2 separate regions of the Triticum aestivum genome follow, and region 2 is linked to region 1. Evidence: chromatin contacts called from public HiCAR-type data. All regions are on one chromosome and are shown on one strand. Each heading gives the region's core, a stretch centred on a gene start, on an enhancer-like site or on the middle of the called end of the contact. The rest is flanking DNA. Distances are from core to core; before and after follow the strand shown.

Region 1 (7,814 bases), core at 2,193-4,692:
TGATTCCATTCAAAAAAGATTACTCGCAGTTCCCATCCTTTTGGATGGGCGACTCAAGAGGATTTCTTAAACCTATGAATCAAGTTCATGTAGGTGTACGAGTGGCGGTTTGATGTGGATTTTAGGTTTATATCCTCACGGATTCGTTCATACGGGTTTGATGAGTACGTGTTAGCATTTACTGTCGCTTTTATTGGTGTGATTCGTTGTGAGTTTGGAGTCCCTCTTTGACGTTATGGTGAAGATGTTCTAGTTTTATGACATGTACCTATAGGAGATCATCCCCGACCTAAGTATGTTCATTCCTCACGACTTACCATCCTTTTGGATTAGTGATTCAAGAGTATTTATGAAATATATGAAGATAGTCAAGTTTGTGCAAGTATATGAGTGGCGGAGTACCTTTTGTTATAGAAGTTACTTTGTAATTTCTTGGACCTCAGATTCAAAATGTTGTACTTGCAATTTATGTTGACTTTAAATTGCACGTCATTCAGAAAAAATGCATCAAAGATATTGGTTCGGCTCTGTATAATCCATTGTTTGGCGCACAAAGAAAATCCGATGCGCGCGAGGGGTAGTCATTAGCAGAAGAAATAATTTTTTTAATTCTCATATTTTCTTGATGCAATAGGGTATACATGGCATCAAAAATGTCATAGCCTCTTTTTTTAACACCACCTCATATATTAATTAACCAAAGAACGTGTTACAATTGTTCAGTACAGAGTTCACCACACAGGGCGGTACATCATTAACAAGAATCCCATCCACTCTATTATCAAAACTAAACTTAGCTATTAGATGGGCCACCTCATTAGCCGAACGCCTAATCTTTGACACTCTGAAGCTATCCATTAGCTTAGTAATACTCCATGCTTCCTTCTTCAGATCGTGTAGAGCTGATCTATCATCAAATCATTTGGAAAAATCGCCGCAACAAAAGCGCAATCGGTCTCTAAAATTATAGGAGAATAAAGTGTCATACCTATATAGAGACCAACAATGCAAGCTCGGAGTTCCGCTTCCTCCACGCTACTACACCTCCCAATGTAGTCCCATGAAGAGATCAAGACTTTGCCAGCAAAATCCCTAGCCACCACACCCACACTTGCCGCGCTAATACTTTCCACAAAGCTTGTGTCGACATTAATTTTGATATAACCTGAAGGTGGGGGCTTCCAACCCATCCGAACTTCCAAAATATTTGGAGCACTTTGCAGACCACTCATCGGAATTTTCCCTTTATTCTTTGAATCCTCCAATGGCCTTGAATGACTTGCGCCAAAGGACGACCAATAATTATCAATAAAATTTGTCGAATTTGTGACTGACTCCGTGCCCTTGCCAAAAATCAAATCATTTCTCAAATGCCAGGCTCTCCAGAAAATAAAAATAATTTTGTCCCGCATAGACTGTCCCACTTGACTTAGAACAACAAAAAACCAATCCGACCCAGTATACCTGAATGCATCCTCCGTCGGTAACTCCCAAATATCTCTCATGGCCATGTGCAACGCATGAGCCTTGGGGCACGTAACAAGCGCATGAAACGTATTCTGGTCCTTCACTCGACATATCAAGCACGTACTGAGAGTCGCTTGGTGGTGTGCCACTCTGTTTACTTGGACAGCCAAGCTATTGGTAGCGGCCCGCCATGCAAAAATACGGATCTTCTGAGGAACATTGGCCTTCCAGATGATGTCCCAAATTTTCCTCTCCCCCAATGTTGCCTCGTTGTATTGCCCCTCGTCTTCTTTTTGTTCCTTTAGCATGAGTGCAAGCTTGTACCCGCTTTTAACTGAGAACATCCCCGTCTTCTCGAAGTGCCATGCAACACAATCACCCTCCCCTGAAGATGGGATACGCAGCCGAAGGATCTCTTCTGCATCATGAGGGTAAAAATAGGTGCCTAACCAAATTCTCGTCCCATCTTTTTGGCCCAGTTAGAATCAATTCAGACACCATTTCATTCTCGTCCTACTCTTTCTTGCTGTAATTTTAAGTCCAGAGTACCTTGGGAGCCAGTTATCTCTCCAAATGTTAATATTAGAGCCATCCCCCACCCTCCAAATAACTCCTGATTTCAGCAACTCCAGTCCATGCATAATACCTTGCCAAGGCAGTGAGGCCGACTGAGGAAATACAGTGTCGAGGATATGTCCCTGTGGGTAATATTTTGCCTAATGTCATAGCCTCTTTGGGCTGCAGGAAATCAAAAACGCAGAAATAGAAAATACACATGATCGAGATGCCAGTGCTACGAATTCCTACATGGTTCCAAAACATAGGCATTTGCAGAGAGTGGTCTTTGGATGCCGCACATGAGAAACACATAAATTTAGATGATTGATCAAAGAAAGTAGACAAATAGAGTGCAGTGCATTGGATTTCTCAAAGAAAATAAAATAAAAGGAGGTTGGAGGTCATGTTGAGATTTCTATGGAATAAAGGGCGTAAGAATGGATTCCAAAAGAGTTTGGTATTCTAACAAATAAAATGCTGACCTAAATCCTACTGTACAAAGTATTTCCTTACGAAAAATATGTATATGGATTGAAATCCTCCAATATTCTTATGAAATTTCTCTAATTCAAAAAGACCCTCACTATGTCAAGTAATCCACTTTTTCCTCTTCAAACCACATTCACATTTGGAGATAGTCTTAATCCTCGTGTGCAATCAAGATATGTGATAATTTATAATTTCAAGCTTCGTCGGATACAGAAAAGTGTGCAACAGTAGAGTATGGACATTCTTAGCTGGCGAACGTTTTTTTTTTGGGGGCGGGGGGGGAGCATTTGCAAACGTTTTCGATAGAGAAGACATTTTTAGGAGGGTGGGGATACATTAAAAAAACTGTCATCGTTTGATCTCAATCAAATGGCTGCGAGGGTGTTCGCCGAGAGTTTCTTTCCCGCGAACGTTCCCAGTTAGCATTACAGTAGATTATTGAGTATATTGGTTACTATATTCTCAAGAAACCAGTAACCACATGATTATTCTCTCAAGAAAATGTTCACTTTCCCTCTGATTACAATATTTATTCTAAACATGATTATTCTCTCAAGAAAATGATCGCTTCTTTTGTTCAAATATAGAATGAAGTCCATGGTTTGCTCAACCATAGCCTACCACTATTTTGATCTCTGGACGTCTTTGGCTGACGCCATCGCCACGTGGTAGGCCAGTACGCAGAAGCGCCAACAACCAACAGATCCAGAAAAGTGCGAGCCCCAAGACCAAGAGGGGCATTCAGGTCATTCCACGTGCGTGGGGTCACGTCCACCTCTCGCAATCGTCCTCTCCGGAAACAGGGGGCCCGAAATGACCATCATGCCCCGCGTCTTTATTCCCTCCCATTTCTGCCGCTATCTTTTCGGAAAGCCCCCGAACCCAACCAGACCCAACCCAACCACCCACCCACCCACCCAACCCTGGTTAGCGCTCTGCCACGACCTGACGCGCCCGTCCCATCAGATCCCGCAGGCAGGCACATACACCCGTCCCACCATAGGCCTCCCCCTTGCGCGTGGGCCAGGCCATTCATTGCAGCGCGCCGGTGTACAAGGACCGGGCGTACGGGGTCGTGCTTCACCTCGAAGGAATCGACCCCATCACCTCCCCCCTCTTTATCTCGGAGCGGCCGCCGCCGCAAACCCTAACCACGGTTCGGTTCCGATCCGGTTCGACGACGACGAGGAAGGAAGGAGGGAGACGGGGGCGGAGCGGCCAGATCTGACGAGATCCGACGGAGGGGGCAGCGGAGATGGTGGTGAACGGCCGGCCGCTGAAGAAGGCGAGGACGCGCGCGGAGGCCAGGGACTTCGCCGGGTTCCCGGCGGCCACGGACGGCGGGGCGGTCGGGACGTTCCGGGAGGCGGTGAGGGGCTTCCTCGCGAGGCACGCGCGGCTGCTGCCGCTGCCCTCCATCTTCTCGCCGGCGGCCGCGGCCGCGCCGCCGCACCTGCTAACGTGGAGGGTGTCGCTGCGGGTCGGCGAGGAAGGGGCGGAGGAGGACGCCGGCGGCTGCGGGGTGGAGCTCAACGTCGTCGAGGAGGATGTGCTCAGATCGCGATCTGTGTATTGCGATCAGTGCAGAGTCGTAGGTGAGTTGCTTTCCTTTCCCCCCTTCTCTTTTTTTTGTCTCAGAACATTGTTTTCCCCGTATAAAATTGTGTTTTTTTCTGTTTGAAAACTTTTTGTTGGATAATGTCCTGTTTGTCTTTTTATTATTTATATTGATTTCGTTTTTTAATTATTTTGCGGGTATGTGATTTTTTTTGAGTGACGGGTAAATGCCGCCTGTATGGCATTTGGCATCGCATGTTTTCCTGTATTTTTTTTAGGCCAACTGTTACCAAATTTTATTGTTGGGGTGTTGCTTTTGAGCGAACAGTGTGCATGATTATTTTCGTTCTCCTGATTGTCACAATCATACAGTAGCGGTGACGGAATCTCATTCTCTAATGCATCTGTGCGCTGTTGCAGGATGGAGTGGGCACCCGGTGTGCGGCAAGCGCTACCATTTCATCATCGAGAACGACAGCATCCAGATGGCTGGCCGTCGTCGCACCTGCTGCCTGCGCTGCGGGACTCCCATGGCCGCTGCAGAATCAAGGTTGGAAGAACAAACATACATATCAGTTCTTGGACAAAACGAACATACCTTTCTGCATGTATGTCTGAAGAAAAAATTACATATGACCGAACGATTGAACTGCATGCCCAATTTGTTTTCCAGCTGTGCGAAGTTCTTGAATTTGTTCAGCCCATGGGCTGTATGTGCGAATTTATTTTACAGTCTGTTCAAAGATTCTTCTCTGTGCAAAGATGTATCCTTACCTTGGATGCAATTTCTTCTCCAGGTGCCTCTTGTGCAACTTTGACATGGAAGGCGAGGAGCTGGAAGAGTGCGGGTACCTGCATCTTGACGATTCCTCTCACTTGCTGCACGCAGTTGTGCATGCAAACGGCTATGGGCATCTTCTCAGGGTAAATGGCCGCGAGGGCGGGTCGAGGCACCTTACTGGCCGTGACATAATGAGCTTCTGGGATCGCCTGTGCAAGGTGCTGCATGTGAGGTAAACGGCTTTTACTGCTGTTGATGGTGCAGTTAGGGTGACATGACATGACCATTATTCAAACACCATCCGTCCAGCAATAGCACTAAGAATTCCATTTGGCCCCTTGCAGGAAGGTCACTGTCATGGACATATCCAAGAAGCAAGGAATGGACTATAGGCTTCTGCATGCCATCACGACTGGGCATCCATGGTATGGTGAATGGGGATACAAGTTTGGCGCCGGTAGCTTTGCTCATACCTCAGATACCTACCAGGAGGCGGTTGATGTGCTCTCCGGTATACACCTGGCGTTGTACTCCTCACATCGCAGCCCCATCAGAACCCCTTTGCAGAACACAATTGCTCTATATTGGTCCCTTTCTGATCGACAGCTTGTGACTGTGAGGGACCTCTTCCGGTTCATAATGCACCTGCTTCATCAAGCTCGTAAGGACGCTGAGACGTCAAAACCAGCCATGGATGAGCACAGAGAAGTTGAATCGAACGTGCTCTGCATGTGGACAAATGAAGATATCAACCGAGCAGAAGCTGCAATGCTCAAGGTCCTCCGGGCTGTCCAAGCTGGGCGCTGGGTGTCCTGGCGCGCACTGAGGGGAGCTGCATCGAAGGCTGTTGATTCACAGGAACTGCTTGATTACTCTCTTCGAGGTCTGCGGGGGAAACTGATGGACGATGGCCATTTCATTGCTGTCCGCTGCAATACCGAGACAAGCGCAATTGAATACAGGTAAACCTTGTTTCCAGTATGTTGCTCCAATTTTCAGAACTCTTCATCAGGCCTTGTCTTTGACCCTTATTTCATGCCAAAACAGGCTGGAAACATATTCCAACCAGTCCCCAGTTGATGCAACTGTGTTTGGACCCTCTGTAGAGCATCTTGCACATGATCTTCGCTTCCTCTATGATGCTCTGCTGAACCCAGAAACAATGCTGTCTTCGCAACCAGAGGTGGTGGGTGCATCAGCACACAATGCAGCTGCAAGGATACTTGACTGCAAGCAGTTCATCAAACACTATGATGAGTGTGCTCCAGAATCTCCCCCGAACCCAATCCTGCTTGCTGTGAGGTGCTCCATTGAACTGCTTGATCACCCAAAGGACTACACTGCACCGCCGGTGGAACTTGTACTTTTACCAGCAACCGCTACCCTGGGTGAACTGAAAATGCTGGCCGCAAGGGTCTTTCAAGAAACGTACCTCATGTTCCATAGCTTCCAGGCTGAACAGCTCCCTGAATTCCCGAACTTAAGTGACACAACCCCTGTGAAGCACGTGCTTGGCCCAAGCCAGCTTGTTAGGGTGAGAGGACGGTGCACTGGGGATCACAGGAGAATTGTGCAGTTCAGGATGGAGAGGGGCTTGGAGAACTGGACGGTGGACTGCACCTGTGGTGCCAAGGACGATGACGGCGAGAGGATGATGGCGTGTGATGCGTGTGGAGTGTGGCAGCACACAAGATGCTCAGGGATCAGTGATTTTGAAGAAGTCCCTGAAAAATTCATCTGCAGGAAGTGTGCCAGTCCACGCAAAGGAAAGGGGGGTCGTGGTGGTGGGGGTGGCAGCGGCGGCGGCAGAATGAAGATGGCTTCTGCCGGGAGGTGCAAGGATGAGATAGGATCGTCTGTTGGTGGTGCGGGCAAAATTGGGCGCCTAGCAACTGTTGGGTGACTGTACATAATGTAGTGAAATGTAAATACTGAGAGCTGAGAGTGGGGAGCAGCGCCTGAGGCCTCTCTGGACCTGTGGTTAATGGAATCTTTGTCTTTTGACCAGTATTTCTTCTATTCCCTCGAAGTAATCCTCTGTTTCTGTTAAATCATCTGGTGTTCTGCATTACAACGAGAAAAAATAGTGAGATAAACTATGACGGTTCAGTAATTACACATTTTAAACATATATATGACGTTGAAGCTAAGTCCAATATTACTACTTCACGAGACAGATTAAATTCAGTGAAGCATAATCGAGCAAAACTACAAATCTAAGTGAAACTATGTAGACAAATAAATGTAAGGATGAGATAGGATCGACATCTTGAAGACAAATAAATGTAACTGCTGGTTATGTGTTTAACTGTGAAAATCTATGATTCACTATTATGAAACTATTGTAGTTATGTTCATAATAAGCTAGGCACATCTGAAACATAAAAATAATATACTGTTTCATGATAAACACAAAATGTCAATGTATATAGTAACACTGAAACTAAATCTAAAAAAAAGTAACATTGAAGCTACTGACATGGAGACTTGACAACGCTGTGAACTTCCATGACAAAATACCAAAAAGTCATAGCAGTACCTATTCATTATCATTTATCATCCAACGCCTAATGATGCCATGATGAGACTGTTCAGTTTGTCCTAGTTTTGTTCTATTTGGAATGAAAACTGCACAAACCCCAAGCAGATTAAATGTGAAAGAACTTACTTACCACAAGTTTGTGGGATAATAAGTTGAAGCTTGTCTTGACGACATTTGAAATGATAAACCTGTAAAATAAAAATTCACTAGAACTTTAGGCATGAAAGCAGAGGTACTAAGCAATTTGCGAATGGTAAGTGTGGAGATAGAACAGAGGGCGCATACCTATACCTTATTTACGCTACAAGAAGAGCTTCCTCGGGTTATCGATTAACATGACAGGTGTGCGACGAACATGAAATCTGCACAGGAAATAGTGTGATTAAGTAACTGCATCTATGAGGACTAATAGCAGATGGC
Region 2 (7,814 bases), core at 3,213-5,712, 420 kb after region 1:
AGCTCTTAGTGCATCTGTTGCATGGAAATCCTTTCTCCTCGCATTGGTATCAATTGATGGGCCTCTCCATTACCCGTTGATCCACCGAGTTAATGCAAGACTTTCTTACTTTTTGACTTCCATCATTGATCTCTATCACCGCATTCTATTCCACCTATAGTGTTGTATCCATGGCTCACGCTCATGTATTGTGTGAAGTTGAAAATTCTCAAGCGCGTTAGAAGTACGATCCAATGGTTTGTTTTGACACGAGGGTGCTCATGATTTATATTTATGCGGTGAAGGCGGAGTCATGCCATGCTAACATGATAAAATGAGTTGGGATAACATTCGTTAAGGATCGTATATTTCGAAAAAGTAATGGTTATGTTTCTTATATTCATGGATATTATTATGTTGATATTATTACTTCATCATTTATACCGTAAAGAGATTACATAATAAACATGCTAGGTAGCATTCAACATCAAAAAAATTGTTTTTATCATTTACCTACTCGAGGACAAGTAGGTATTAAGGTTGGGGATGCTGATACGTCTCCAATGTTTCTATAGTTAGTTATTGTTATTGCTTTTATATTATCAATCTTAAATACTTTATATAATTTGTTATGCAATTTTATATCATTTTTGGGAACTAACCTATTAACCCAGTGCCTAGTGCCACTTGTTGTTTTCTGCTTGTTTTTGGTTTCGAGAAAATCAGTACCAAACAGGGTCCAAATGCTACGAAACTTTTGACGATTTTTTTCTCGACAAAAGAGACCCTAGAAGCTTCGGGAGGAGACCAGACAACAAACAAGGAGACGACAAGGCAACAGGGCGCGCCTTGTTACCTTGTGGGCCCTACGTGGCTCCGTCTGACCTAATTCCACTTCTATAAATTCTCAAATATTAGGAAACCATCAGAGAGCCACCCGAAACACTTCTTCCACCGCTGCAAGCTTATGTTCTTCAGCGATCCCATCTGGAGGCCTTTTCCGGCACTCTACCGGAGAGGGAATCGATCACGGAGGGCTTCTACATCATCCTTACCGCCTTCCGATGATGCGTGAGTAGTTCACCACAGTCCCACGAGTCCATAGCCAGCAGCTAGATGGCTTCTTCTCTCTCTTTGATCTTCAATACAATGTTCTCCTCGATCTTCTTGGAGTTCTATCCGATGTAATCTTCTTTTGCGGTGTGTTTGCTGGGATCCGATGAATTGTGGATTTATGATCAGATTATTCATTGAAAGTAATTGAGTCTTTTTGAACTTTATTATGCATGATTATGATAGCACTGTATTTCTCTCCGATCTATCTGTTTGGTTTGGCCAACTAGATTGAGTTATCTTCAGTGGGAGAGGTGCTTTGTAATTGGTTCAATCTTGTGGTGTCCTCACCTCATGACAGAAGGGGTAGCGAGGCATGTATTTGTATTGTTGCCATTAAGGGTAAAACGATGAGGTTTATTCATATTGCTTGAGTTTATTTTGTCTACATCATGTCATCTTGCTTAAAGTGTTACTTTGTTTGTCCTGAACTTAATACCATAGATGCATGCTGGATAGCGGTCGATTGTTGGAGTAATAGTAGTAGATGCAGGCAGGAGTCAGTCTACTTGTCAGGGACGTGATGCCTATATGTGTGATCATTGTCATGAATATCATCACGCGCTTTTATATCAATTGCCCAACACTAATTTGTCTACCCATCGTATGCTATTGTTTCGAGAAAGAAGTCTCTAGTGAAAACTATGGCCCTCGAGTCTACTTTAATCATATTAATAAAACAAAAAATCACTGTTCAAAAAATCTTCCGATGTATCGCTACTCGGGGGTGACCGATAAGATTATGCCTTATCTTCACCGTTTATCTTTTGGGCTGATTTATCGCTCTGACAAGTGATTTATCGGGAATCTACCGATAAATCAAACCTATTCATAGCACTATGTTTGCAAAAACTATGTTTATTTGTGTTTTTGTGGACCTTGTTACGCAATTTATACTGTTGTCCTATTTTTTTGTCATTATATGAGGATTCAAAGGCTAGGAATCTAGGTAATACTTCTGTCCAATATTGTTTTGGTGTTGAATATAGCATATTTTAGTGTTGGGAACCTGGAATTTGCAAAAATATATCCGATTAATAGTCTGCCGATAAAATTGATTAATCGGCCAATTTCTGATTAATCTCTAATCCCCAGCTGATCGAAACGATAACGATAAGCGATATCCTCAACATTGCCAAAAATATTTTGTTGTAATTTATTTACTTTTCTTTTTATCTATCTACCACTACTAGATTTAATCCTTGCAAGTAACAAGTTCAACGGGATTGACAACCATCTTGTTCGCGTTGGGTGCAAGTATATGCTTTTGTGTGTGTAGGTGTTGCTAACGAAGATTTGTGTGGTTCTCCTATTGGTTCGATAACTTTGATTCTCACTGAGGGAAATACTTATCTGCTACTATATTGCTTCATCCTTCCTCTTCGGGGAAAATCTCAACGCAACTCACAAGTAGCACCCATCTAGGGGGAGGTCAAGGAAGAAGAAGAAAGAGGGGGCGCTCTCCTCCTCTCTCCTAGCAGCGCCGGAGTGCCGCCGGGGGAACCATGTTAGCAGCGGCGGGCGCCCCTGGGAGCCTTGCCCGCCACTGCTGGGCTTTTCCCGTCCGCCACTGCTAGGCATTCCCGCGGTAGTGTACCCATACCTAACGCCTGGCCGCCGGCTGCAGCTGCTTGAGCATATCCGGGCAAGGCGCGAAACCCGGATCGCTGCGGGGCTACCTTCGGATGTGGTGGATCCAGAGGAGGACTTGGAGGTGGAGGAGGAGGTGGTGGGAGAGGAGGAGCTGGAGGAGGAGGAAGAGGAGCACAAGGAGGACGTGGGAACGTTGGGGCCGAGGATTTGCAGGCGGAGCAGCAGGCAATCCTCGATTCTCTCCGGTCGGAATCAGCGGCGGAGGCCAAAAGCCATTGTCTGCGGGATGCGGAGGCGGAGCACGCTGAGGGCGTCGACGAGATGCTCGCTTATATGGATGAAGAGGAGTCGGATCCCTACGACGCGCCCAACTACCCGGCACCCGGTACGGACGTTGTGGACATCTTCGACGAGGAAGCTTAGTTTATGCTAGCATGGTGTACAGAGTACGTACGTAAGAATTCTTTTGCATGGTTTACATGATTTAAGGGATGAAATATGAGGTACACGATGCTTAGCATATGGACACGTCCAATCTATTTTACGGGCATTTAAGGAGCCGGATTTGTCAAGTCTGACAGTAGATGCTCTCACATCAAAACTACTGCTTGAACAAACCTTTTGAGCTGCGAGTCTAATTTCATCTAGGACGAAGACCTCACGAAGTGCGCAGCGGATCCATGGCCACAAATATCCGGCGCACGGCTTTGCGGCCGGACAAGGTGCCCTTCCCTTTGACTGCAGGACCGCGTACATGCCCCCAAAGTCCCAATGTCAGGACCACATTTAATGGCCGAGCTCACGTGACGCAGAAATACAGCAACGCAGTCCCATGTTCAAGTCAACGAACCCAAGCTCTTTATTTACTCAAAACGACGAACGAGACAAGAACAAGATCCAAAACAGAGGCACATCAAGAACGTCCATGGATCTTGAATCCAAGAAGCTTCTTGTTGACTAGACTAGACATGTTTGAACCCAAGAAGCTTCTTGCACGCCTTGAAGATGTGACCCCTCTTCTTCTTCTTCGTCTCCTTGCCGATCTCGTCGTTGCTCGCCGCGGCGTCTCCCGGCACCGCGGCCTCCGCCACCTGATGCTTCTTCTGCCCGTCGACCTCCTCGGGCGCCTCGGCGTCGTCGTCGCCGTCGTCCAGGCCGTCGTGGATCCGCCAGTACCCCTCCGAGAGGCCGGACGCCGGCTGCCTCCGCATGGAGAAGGCCCTCCTCACGGCCGCCTGGAAGCCGCCGCCGCGGTGGGCGCCGGTGGACTTGCTCCGCTCCACGGACGCGAACCTCTGGGAGGAGGACGAGAGGTTCCTGACGATGGCCGCCGCGCCGACCGCCGCCCCCTCCCACTTGCCCTCCTTCGCCGCGGCCGGGGACGGGGCTGGCTGCGGCTCCCCGCCGCCGCTGGGCGCCGGAGGGGACGAGGCGAGGTTGCGGTACCCGTTCATCCTCCCGCTTCAGTTTCCGCTGCTGCTGCTGCCGCTGCCGCTACGAGTGTACTGATCTGCGGGCGTGGGGCTTGTGGCGAGGAGGTTCTCAGGTCCGGGATTTGTACTCGCGTGCGCGGTGGAGTGGATGCGGCGCGTGCGCGGTGCTCGTCACTCGTCAGCAGCAGCACCGCGGCAGTGGAGAATGAGAACGGAGGGCGTAGTGCTGTGAGTGTGAGATCAGCCCCGCCGGCCTTGTCGCGGTGCTGTGTTGGGTTGGGTTTGGGGCGAGCCGTTTCGGTGGGTTGGGGCCCCGCGGGAGCGTCCAATTTGACCGCCGCGTGGGCTCCGGCCACGGGGTTTCGTGACGCCAATTCGTATCCAGGGGAATTGCTGCGCTACAATCTAGTGCATATGGATTCTTTGTCGCCTTGACATGACGTGTCACCAACCAAACCATCACCCTCTTATCTGGCATGAATTCAGGCGCTCCAACAGTGAACGAGCATGCACTCGCTTCCTGGTGCTCGTGGCAAAAGATTAAGCTCAACCGATTCACTATCCTGCTCTGCATATCAAAATACCAATTGTGGAAAAACACTTTCTCCAACGGACACAGCAACACGTTCTTCATAATTCGAGACTCAGCGATAACCGCTGCGTACTCGCCATGTCCAATGACTTGGTATCAACCCGTTCGGCACTATAAAAAGTATCGAATTTGGTCGAAATAGTCGCTCGAACGGACTCAACAACGGGCTCTGCAACATTTTGGTACCCGAGAACTCAAGGGAGGCAATGATGAACATGGAGCTTCAAGGCGATCAATGTGACCTCAGAGCTCGGGCATTGGCAGATAAGGAGCTTCGGGGGTGATGACGGTCCTTGGCGAGTGGCGCGATGTGGACGAAGGGCAAAGAGGGCGGTGGCAGGGTGGCGCCGGGTCAAGGGAGGGGCAACAGGGTACAACATGTGGCGGCTAGGGTAGGCTATCATTGGGAGTTGTTATTTTTACCTTCGTTCATGATATAGATCGTGTGCAACTCCACCAGCTTCATGTGCAACTTCTCGACATAATATTGACGATCTCCATGACTACCATTCCGAGAAGTTGCACACGAAGTTGGTGGAGTTGCACACGATCTATATCAATATTATGTCGAGAATTACGTTACCCCCGCGTCGCCTCTCTCTAGCGACACGGGGGGGAACCCCTCCGGCGCCGCCACCTCCCCTCCTCCCTCCACCCTCCCCCCCCCACCTCGCCGCCGCCTGAGGAGACCGTCGGCGAAGCCCGGACTGGCTCCAGGGAGGGTGGCGGCGGGGCATCTCTCTGCGAGGCGCGCGGGCGCGGCGAGCTAGGTCGGGCGCGAGGGCGCGGCTCCGAAGCGGGCGGGTGTGGCTCCGGCGGTCTGTGGGGTGACGCGGCGCGGTGGTGGTCTCGCTCTGGCGCGGCTCCGGCGGTGGGTGGGCGCGGCCAAGCGCGGATCTGGCGTGGCGATGTGCGGCACCGCGGTCCCCGCAGGATGGGGGTGCTCGGCCCGGCGGCGTCTTGGGGGTGCTCCGGCAGCTCCTGGCGCTGTGGATCCGGCAGATGGCGGGGGGTGGCAGCTCCGGGCGTGCGTGGCTGGCTCTGGCCGGCCCTGGGTTCTCCGGATCCGGCTGCTTCGTTGCGGCGAGAGGCTGTTTGGTGGTCCGGCCGGGCTTGGGCTCGGCAGACAGTGTGGCAGCGCTGGGCGAAAGCTCTGCCTCGGGCTTCTGGCCGGGGCCGGCGACGTCGACGCCCTCGGGTGCCGCGCTCTCCTTGAAGACGTCGTCGAGGTGTGCTGTCTGCCCTGCTTGTGTCTCTGGTCGGTGAGACCAGTGGTGTGGTGGTGGCTTCTGCTTGGTCATGGCGCGATGGCTTCGTGGGAGGTGTGCGGGTCAGCGGAGGTGCAGTGCGTGAGGGTGTGGTGTTGGGTGGTGCTCCGGGCGAAGGCTTGTCGGGTTTCTACCGGCCGACGGCGTCGGCGTCCGCGGATGTCGTGTCACCTCCTTGGAGGCGCCGCCGTGGAGTCCACCCCCTGCACATCCTTGGTTCCAGCTCTTCGGGTGAAAGCCTAAGGCCCAGTCGGGTCGGGCGACGGCGTCAGCATCGTCGCTTCCTCCTTTGGGGCGTCGCCTTGAAGAGCATTGGATCCGTTTGCACTTTCCTTCGGCTGGACGCTCGCGGCATTGCGGTCGGCGGCTGTCTGTCCGACAATGTGGATGTTGCGCGACTTCTAGTGTGGCAACGATGGCGGCTTCGAGCGAAGTTGGGCGGCTGCTGAGCTTTGGTAGTCGGTCTCATCCGGCGTGTTCGAGGGGTTGTCGGGCCTCATTTGTCTTCCTGAAGTCGGAGCTGTAGAGGAGGTGCTTCCGCGGCGACGATGACACGAGACGGGTGGTCGGCTCCGGTGCCGGCTCGACGCAGGCCCAGCGCTTTCCCCTACAATGCTCGTCGACAGAGTCGGAGCTGCCTGGTCGTCGGCCTGTGCAGTGGACTGTTTGGCATCGACCGACGCAGGCCTCGACGCTTGTTCGTGGTTTTCTCTTCGACGGCGTGTGTGCGTTCTTGTGTGGGTTGTCAGGTCGCCCTGTGTGTCTTGTTTTTGCGGGCATGTTGTGACGGTTTTCGCCCGGTTTTCCGTTAATTAACTGGGCACCTCTCTTCGACTTTTTTAATGAATCGGGCCCTAAGAAACCGCGTTTCAAAAAAAATATTATGTCGAGAAGTTGCACACGAAGTTGGTGGAGTGCAGCGTCGAAGGAGTTCTGAGAGAGCCCTTATCCGGTAAAGGGTTTTGAGGGACTTATCTGGTAAGTTGAAGAACCTAAAAACCTACATCCACCTTACAAATCCAGATAGAGGGAATGCCATTTTTCCGGAAAGAAAAAGGAATGGCATAAATGGGCATTCGGGCCATCATTTAAGGAGTGTGAGAAAGTCACACTGGGCTGACTATGGGCCATTGGGATTGGGGTAGCGGCCTTCCTGGTGACGGCGGGTTGAGCGAGTTTGCTTGTCTCAAAAAAATAAAATTTCTCATGCGTTTGCAGAATATTCCCTAAAAAAATCCTGCAGAATATAGCAACAACAAGAAGGCTCTGCAAATTCGCACGGATAAGAGAACGGCACCGACAACAAACCAGGATTTTTGTTCACATTCTCCGGCTTTTACAACAATCTCCCGCTGTACAAAAACTGAACGAAACTTTCGACCGAGTGAGATGGTCAGGGTGGCATGTGGGAGCGGTGGTGGTCGTGCGGCGGCCAGTGCACCCCCTCCCTGGGGCACGGCGGCGGCAATGGCGCCGGCTGCGCGAGGTAGGTCGGGTACCGCTGCCCCGGCATCAGCACCGACAGGTCCGCCGCCTGCAGCACCGTCTGCACCTGAAACATGGCAGATTTTAACCGCTCAGCTATGTACCACGCACGCATTGCGTGTCAAGTTTAAGGGCCTGGCGTTGAGTAGTCACGGAGCGAGATCAGGATGGTCTTACCATGGGCGGGCTCCGGGGTTTGCCGGGCGAGCGGTGGCCACGCCGGCGTCTGCCGCCCGGGGAGTCGGCCGGCGCCTGGAAGGCCTGGGGCCTGATGAGGTGCTCGAAGATGGCCATGAGGAGGAAGATGGAGATGAGGATGGCCGTGGCCGCGAAGCCGAAGGAGATGGCGTC

The links. HiCAR-type assays count read pairs that join an accessible place to other places.
Region 2: a contact with region 1 is called in a HiCAR-type map of leaf, with 10 times the contacts expected there. The contact joins the promoter of LOC123075068 here to the promoter of LOC123079961 in region 1. A contact is called at or near these places in 1 of 5 Hi-C or Micro-C datasets (leaf) and 1 of 1 datasets of contacts at active chromatin or transcription factors (leaf).

The regions. Positions count from the first base shown.
Region 1 is chr3D:497,619,943-497,627,756 of IWGSC CS RefSeq v2.1, forward strand. LOC123079961 (PHD finger protein At1g33420) reads left to right here and starts at 3,443. Exons shown (of 5, transcript XM_044502802.1): 1 at 3,443-4,109; 2 at 4,492-4,621; 3 at 4,869-5,084; 4 at 5,197-5,814; 5 at 5,900-6,862. The coding sequence starts at 3,770. The coding sequence ends at 6,755. LOC123079962 (a long non-coding RNA gene) reads right to left here. Exons shown (of 5, transcript XR_006438158.1): 3 at 7,680-7,756; 4 at 7,525-7,582; 5 at 6,628-6,915.
Region 2 is chr3D:498,041,564-498,049,377 of IWGSC CS RefSeq v2.1, forward strand. It overlaps LOC123075068, which reads right to left and starts at 4,463. Exons shown (of 1, transcript XM_044497752.1): 1 at 3,519-4,463. The coding sequence starts at 4,139. The coding sequence ends at 3,648. It overlaps LOC123075069, which reads right to left. Exons shown (of 3, transcript XM_044497753.1): 2 at 7,641-7,814; 3 at 7,277-7,530. The coding sequence ends at 7,372.